Regions from separate parts of the Sus scrofa genome. Here region 2 is linked to region 1. A link is a contact called in public Hi-C data. All regions are on one chromosome and are shown on one strand. Each heading gives the region's core, a stretch centred on a gene start, on an enhancer-like site or on the middle of the called end of the contact. The rest is flanking DNA. Distances are from core to core; before and after follow the strand shown. Region 1 holds the start of FIZ1 (flt3-interacting zinc finger protein 1). Region 2 holds the start of U2AF2 (U2 small nuclear RNA auxiliary factor 2).

Region 1 (2,900 bases), core at 253-2,752:
CACCAGTACCCGGGAGCCCCGCCCACCCACTCTAACCACACCCACTCTTCTTTAAGCCCCTCCCACTCTCCTGCAAACCCTTCCCCCACTCCGCTGCCAATCTTTCTAATCCCTTCTAAGCCACGGAGTGTTAAGCCTCTCCCCCCTTTGAGATGGGACTCCCGCTCCGCTCTAAGCCCCACCCACTCATGTTCGGGTCCCGCCTACTTCTTCCAAAGTCCCCCCGTTTTCGGGAAGCCCCTTCCCCTCCGAGAGCCACTCCCACTCTTCTTTGAAGATGAGAGTCACCTTCAGACGAAGACTCCCATTCTTAGCCAAGGAAAGCACCAAGATTTGGAGCTAAGCGCACTAGAGTCAGCCTTCCAGGGCGAAGATAACTAGTCCTGGAAACTTGAATAAACCCAACAGATTCCTTTATCTGCGAAATAGGGATAAGAGGAGGACCTACCTCTTCGAGTGGTAATGAGATCTAAGCAAAATTGTGGCCAAGCGTGCTGCGTGCTCACTTAGGCCTGCGCACAACAGACTCAACAGGTAAGCTGTTTACATTACTAGTGTCTGCTAAGTTCCTCCAAGGTCCTCTTGAAGTCCCGCCATCTCTTCCCCACCAAGATCCTCCTAGACCCCTTTCAATTTGTCCTTTAAACTCAGCCTTGAAGCAGGCCCCATCCTTTCCAAGACCCTCCCTCCAATCTACCTCTCTTGCCTTCTCAGTCCTTTCAGAGACCCTCCCCATCCGAAGACTTTTTACCTGCATTATAAAGACGTGCTATTTCCGCTAACAAGCCCTGAATCACACTCTTAAACCCCAACTCCTTTACTATGCCCACCACTTGCTGAAAAAAACTTGCCTAAACAAATTCCGCCCCTTCTCTATAAGCTCTTCCCACATCCACACTGAAACCCATTACCCAGCTCAGCCCAGACTACGGCTCTTCGACCTCCTCCTATTATTGCTGAGCCACGCCCCTTTGTCAAACCGCACCCCTTTGCCTACGCTCCTCCCACTTACACCATAGCCCCGCCCACTCCCACACTAAACCACGCCCGCCAAGGCTCCTCCCAGTCGTTGCTCCGCCCCAGTCACCACTAAGCCCCGCCTCCTCCCCACCCAGTCGCCCTTGGGATTGCCCCCCCCCCCAGTCCGCTCGAGGACCCAGGTCCCGAGAGCCAACCTTTTGTGCCCCTCCCCCCTGTCCCTAAAAGGTGCAGCCCCGGGCACCCGGGGCGGGGGCAGGTCAAGCTAGACCCGCAGGCGGGCGAGTCCACCTCGCTCGTTCGGAGCAGGGGTTCTGGAGCCCTGAGGCGGCCCCGGGAGGCCGGGAAAGTCCGTCGGCTTTCCTCTTTAATTACTTACACCTCCCTCTGGGCGCCGACATTTTGGGCAGCGGGGGCAGCGTCACTTCCACCCGGGGGGCCCCTCGACTTCCGCCTGGGCTCGCTTCTCCCCCGCACTCCCCCTTTCTCCCGCCTTCTTGGTTTCCCTCCTCCCCACCGCCCTCCCTTCTCCCTTTTTCCCGTCCCTTTCCCAGCCACTGGAGGTTAGAGAAGCCAGGGTGGCGCCATCTTGGGTGAGGGCATGGCGAGGGGGCGGGGCTTAGGCTCTTCCCAGCGCCATACAGAGTAAGGGCAACAAGCTCAGCGCGGGTGGCCTCCTCCCCGCGGTGTCGACGCTAGCAGGTGTTAACATAGATGAGGGCAGATTTGATTCCCTCTTAGCAACCTCAGGCTCTTCCTAGGTATGATGTAGCGTTGCCTCAGGAGAAGAGAGAAATAGAAGTTCGCCGACTGCGACAGAGATAGGAGGAAAGCGCAGGCTCCATCTTGTGCTTTGAAGCCCATAGGGCGCCATGTTAATTACGGGAGCGAGCGGCCATTTCCCCGCTCCTCGTCCTTTCGGTACCTTTCTTTGGGTCACCCGGTTTGGTGTTTTGTGGGGGGAAAGATATTTCTCTGTGTTTGGGATGTGTTGGTGGAATAATTTCCCGCTCGGGGCCAGCGAGGGCGACGGGTGCGCAGACGCGGCTTGCCGGCGGCGACTCGACCGGCCCTTAGGACCCAGCACGTCCCCTTTGTTCCCGGCGGGCGCGGGCCCGGCGAGGAGGAGGGAGGGAGGGGCCGCTCGGCGTCCGCTCCGAGGGGCGGGGCAGTCCCGCGCGCGCGCGCGCCGCGGAGGAGCAGGGCCCCCTCGCCCCCGCCCCTTCCCACGCGCCGGCCCCGCGCCCCCGCGCCCCCACTCGCGAGCCCAGGCGACATGCAAATGAGGTACCCGAGAGGCGGGGGTCCGGGCTGGGGGAGGGGAGCGGAGGGAGGGGAGGCCCGCGGCCGCGCGCTCCTGGATCGCCCCCCAACCTGCTCCTGCTCACGCGCCCTCTGAGGCGCGCGCGCGCGCCGACCCAGCGCCCCGCGGAGCCGGCCCGCCTGGGTGCGCGCGCGCAGACCCCCTTCTGGAGGCCCTCGCCGTCTGCGGCCTGACGCCGCTCATTGGCCGCCAACCCCGCAGGGCCCGCCCCGCGCGGTCGGATCGGACGGGCGTGCGCCTGCACCCGGGTGGAGTCGGGAGAGGGTCGGGGGCATCGTTCCAGAGTCCTGGGTTCTAGTCCAAGCCCTCACGGAAAGGTGGTTGCCCTTCTCTGGACCTCAGTCAGTGCCTTTTCTAATGGGGTGCAGTGGTACCTGCAGCCCCTAATCCTAACTGCACCTGTGCTGTCCTCCCCTCCCCTTTACTTCACCCCGGTCCCAGGGTCCGAGGCTCTGCTGCTGACAGTGGTGTTGATGGTGGTAGTTTATTTGGTGTTTACTATATGCCCTCTGACACCCCTACCATATCCATTTTACAGAGGTGGGAACTGGCTCGGAGAAGTAAAGCCACTTGTTAGTTAATGGCAGCGCTGGAGTCA
Region 2 (2,900 bases), core at 118-2,617, 53 kb after region 1:
GAGGCAAGGCGGCAGAAGGCGGGACTCAATGACTTTTGGGAGAGGCGACCATCGAGGGGAGCGGGGAGCTCTGAACAGAGACTGCCTCCAGGAGGCGGTAAAGCGAGATTCTCTGTCTCCCGGAAGTGCCCGCTGCGTGGCTAGCAGCGTCGGCGCGGTTGGGGGGGGGAACGCTCGCTTGTGTGGTTGCCACGGCAACCGCAAGGGGGCGGCCTTGCTCAACGGTCGGGAATGTAGTCCCTTCCCTGGAGGAAGGAAATCTCGCGCACGCGCGCTCGGGCTGTGGCCCCGACGACCCGCCCCCCCTCTCCGAACAGTGAGAGGTCTCGGTTCAGACCGATCTCTACGCAGGCGCAGAGGCTCTCTCGCGCTCGCCCCTTCCACTTTGCGCATGCGCACAAAGCCGCGCTGGCAACCTCCGCAGCAGCCGCGCGCACTCTTCACTCCGCTGGCTGCTTTTGTCTCGCGAAACCTTCTTAGGCGCTTCTCAACATCGGTCCTTCTTTTCCTCCCATCGCCCCACAGGGAGAGCCGGGTGCTGAGAGCCGAGACCCTGCCTCTTCTTTTCCTTTCCCCTGACCCACCTCGCCTCTGTCCTCCCTCCCTTTTTGGTTCCCGGAGCCGGAAGGAGCCGAAGCGCCCACGGAAAAAGCCGAAGGTGTCTGCTGTGAGTCCTTCCCCAGGCGGTGGCGGAAGGAGCCGAAGTTCTCCGAAAGGGGGAGGAGGTTGCTCTTGGAATCTCCGGAAAGAGCCGAAGTTTGGAAACGGGTTTAATCTCTGGTTGGGCCCGAGGGGGAGCGCCAGAGACCTTCGGAAAGTGCCGAAATCCGGGACGGTTAGGATTGTCGGAAGTGGCCGATTGCTTGGACAGGGCCGTTGGGAAAGAGAGGGTAGAATCCGTGGAAGCAGCCAAAGACGGACGGTTTGAGTTCTTGGAAGAAGCTGAATTCTAAGTGGGGAGTCTGGGTGCTAGGAATGCGAGGACCTACGGAAACATCCGAACGTTGAAGAGCTACTATCCGAAAAGTTACGAAAACCTGAGAAGCCTGCGAAACCCTCGCTTCGGGTGTTTTCGGAAGCAGCCGAAGTCGCCTCTCCCTTCGCTCCTCCACGGTCCGGAAATAGCCGACGCGTTTCGGAGCCAGGCCCTGGGGGGAGGTGCGCCTCGTGGGCGGGCCGGCGGGGAGAGGGGCGGAGCCGGGGCGGGGCTGGGCGGGCGGCAGGGGCTTGATTAGGTAGGAGGCGGTGGAACGCCGGCGGCGGCCGGAAGTAGCCGAAGCAAGCGGCGGAAGTAGCCGAAGCGGCCGGATCGGGCGCGCGGCAAGGCGAGGCGAGAGCTACACAGGGCCCTACGCGGCCGCCTCAGCATGTCGGACTTCGACGAGTTCGAGCGGCAGCTCAACGAGAATAAGCAAGGTGAGGGCGCCGGGGGTGCGGGGCGGCGGGCGGGGCGGCTCTCGGCTTCCCCCTGTGTCCCCCGCCATTTTCCCCCTCGCTTCCCCCCCTTAGGCCCGCACGGCGCCCCCCCACCCCGCGGTGCGCGCCTTACTCACGTGACCGCCCGGCGTGCCGCCGCGCGGGAGGGGAGGGGGCGGCGGGCGCATGCGCGCCGCGTTCGGTTCCGCGCCCCACGTGGCCCCCGGCGCGGGTGGCGCGGGCGCCGCAGGCTGTCGGGAGTCCGTTGCGGACTTATTTTCTATTTTTTTAATTTGGAAAGGAGATTATGTAGATTGGGTCCCGCAACCCCTCCTTTTCTCCCGATGCCCTCGCACTTCCGCTTCCGGCCGGGCCCGCGGCCGGTGTCTCCACGCCCCCTTTGTTCCAAAATGGCGGTTGGAGCCCCCCTTCACGTGGGCGCATGCAGGGCCGCGGTGTGGGCCCTTCTCGCACCGCCGCCCTTCGCGCCTTTCCTGGGGGCTAGTCGCCGGGGTCCCTTCCAGCCTAACGTGGGTGATGCGGTGTCTCCTGGGAGAGGTCCGCACTGTGCGTTTTCAGTGTTCCTCCCGCACGCGGTTCTCCCTCGCGCCGTCGCGCCAGGCACAGTGTGGCGTGTCTGCCCCCCATATCTCCTCAGTTAGACAGGTCCCCTGTTCTGTACGAGCCCACCCTCCGGGCGCCGCGTGTGTCCGCCTTTTCAACGTGGCGATAAAGAGACAGGCTCGGAGCGAGTAGGGAGACTTAGCTCAGTTGGGAGGATGGGAGGCAAAGTCCCTCCGGTGATGCGGAGTCCAAGTAGGAGGCCGAGCTAGTGCCGACTAGTTTGGACACCCCACGAATGTTAGAACAAACTTAGGCCTGGAGGAGGTGGCGAGCGCGAGGCCTAAGCTCCTTGTGGTCAGAGGACTGCACAGGGGGCGGGGGGCGCTGGGGTTCCCCTTTCAGCCCAGTCTGCAGTTGGGAGCAGGTGGCTGGTTTAGGAGGAGACAGCGCCTGGGGAAGACGAAGTCGGGTTTCGGAGTGCCCACGGGGTGTCTGTACACGTTGTAACGCTTCACAGCACAGGCTTTGGAGGGGAGGAGACTTGGCTTCTAGTACCTGCTTTGTTGCTAAGTAGTTGTGGAACTTTAACACGTCTATGCTTTTTTTTTTTTTTTTTAATCCTTTTCTTGTGTGTAGTGGCTGTTAAATAGGTATGTGTCTTTATTACCGGTTTCTGGAGTCAATGGTGATGGCAGTACTGATAGTGCTTTGCTAAGCTTTTACACGGCTTATTTAAGTAGATGGTCAACAGCCGTGGGGGACTGACATGACTTCCTTTCCTTTGCAGAGGAGGAAGCAGGCTCAGAAAGCTTGAAAAACTTTCTTTGGTTTTAGCTGGTGAGAGTTGCAGCTGAGGTTAAGTGAGGTAATGTGTGTACAGTGTGTGGCATACGGTCTGGCATTCGTTAAGTGCCTAACGA

Evidence for each region. A called contact is a pair of places that touch in the nucleus more often than the background predicts.
Region 2: a Hi-C map of liver shows a contact between it and region 1, with 6 times the contacts expected there. The contact joins the promoter of U2AF2 here to the promoter of FIZ1 in region 1. A contact is called at or near these places in 2 of 47 Hi-C or Micro-C datasets (both in liver) and 2 of 2 datasets of contacts at active chromatin or transcription factors (alveolar macrophages and skeletal muscle).

The regions. Positions count from the first base shown.
Region 1 is chr6:59,719,309-59,722,208 of Sscrofa11.1, forward strand. FIZ1 (flt3-interacting zinc finger protein 1) reads right to left here and starts at 1,503. Exons shown (of 3, transcript XM_021095044.1): 1 at 1,358-1,503. ZNF524 (zinc finger protein 524) reads left to right here and starts at 1,448. Exons shown (of 2, transcript XM_021095048.1): 1 at 1,448-1,571.
Region 2 is chr6:59,772,823-59,775,722 of Sscrofa11.1, forward strand. It overlaps U2AF2 (U2 small nuclear RNA auxiliary factor 2), which reads left to right and starts at 1,368. Exons shown (of 12, transcript NM_001315804.1): 1 at 1,368-1,416. The coding sequence starts at 1,368.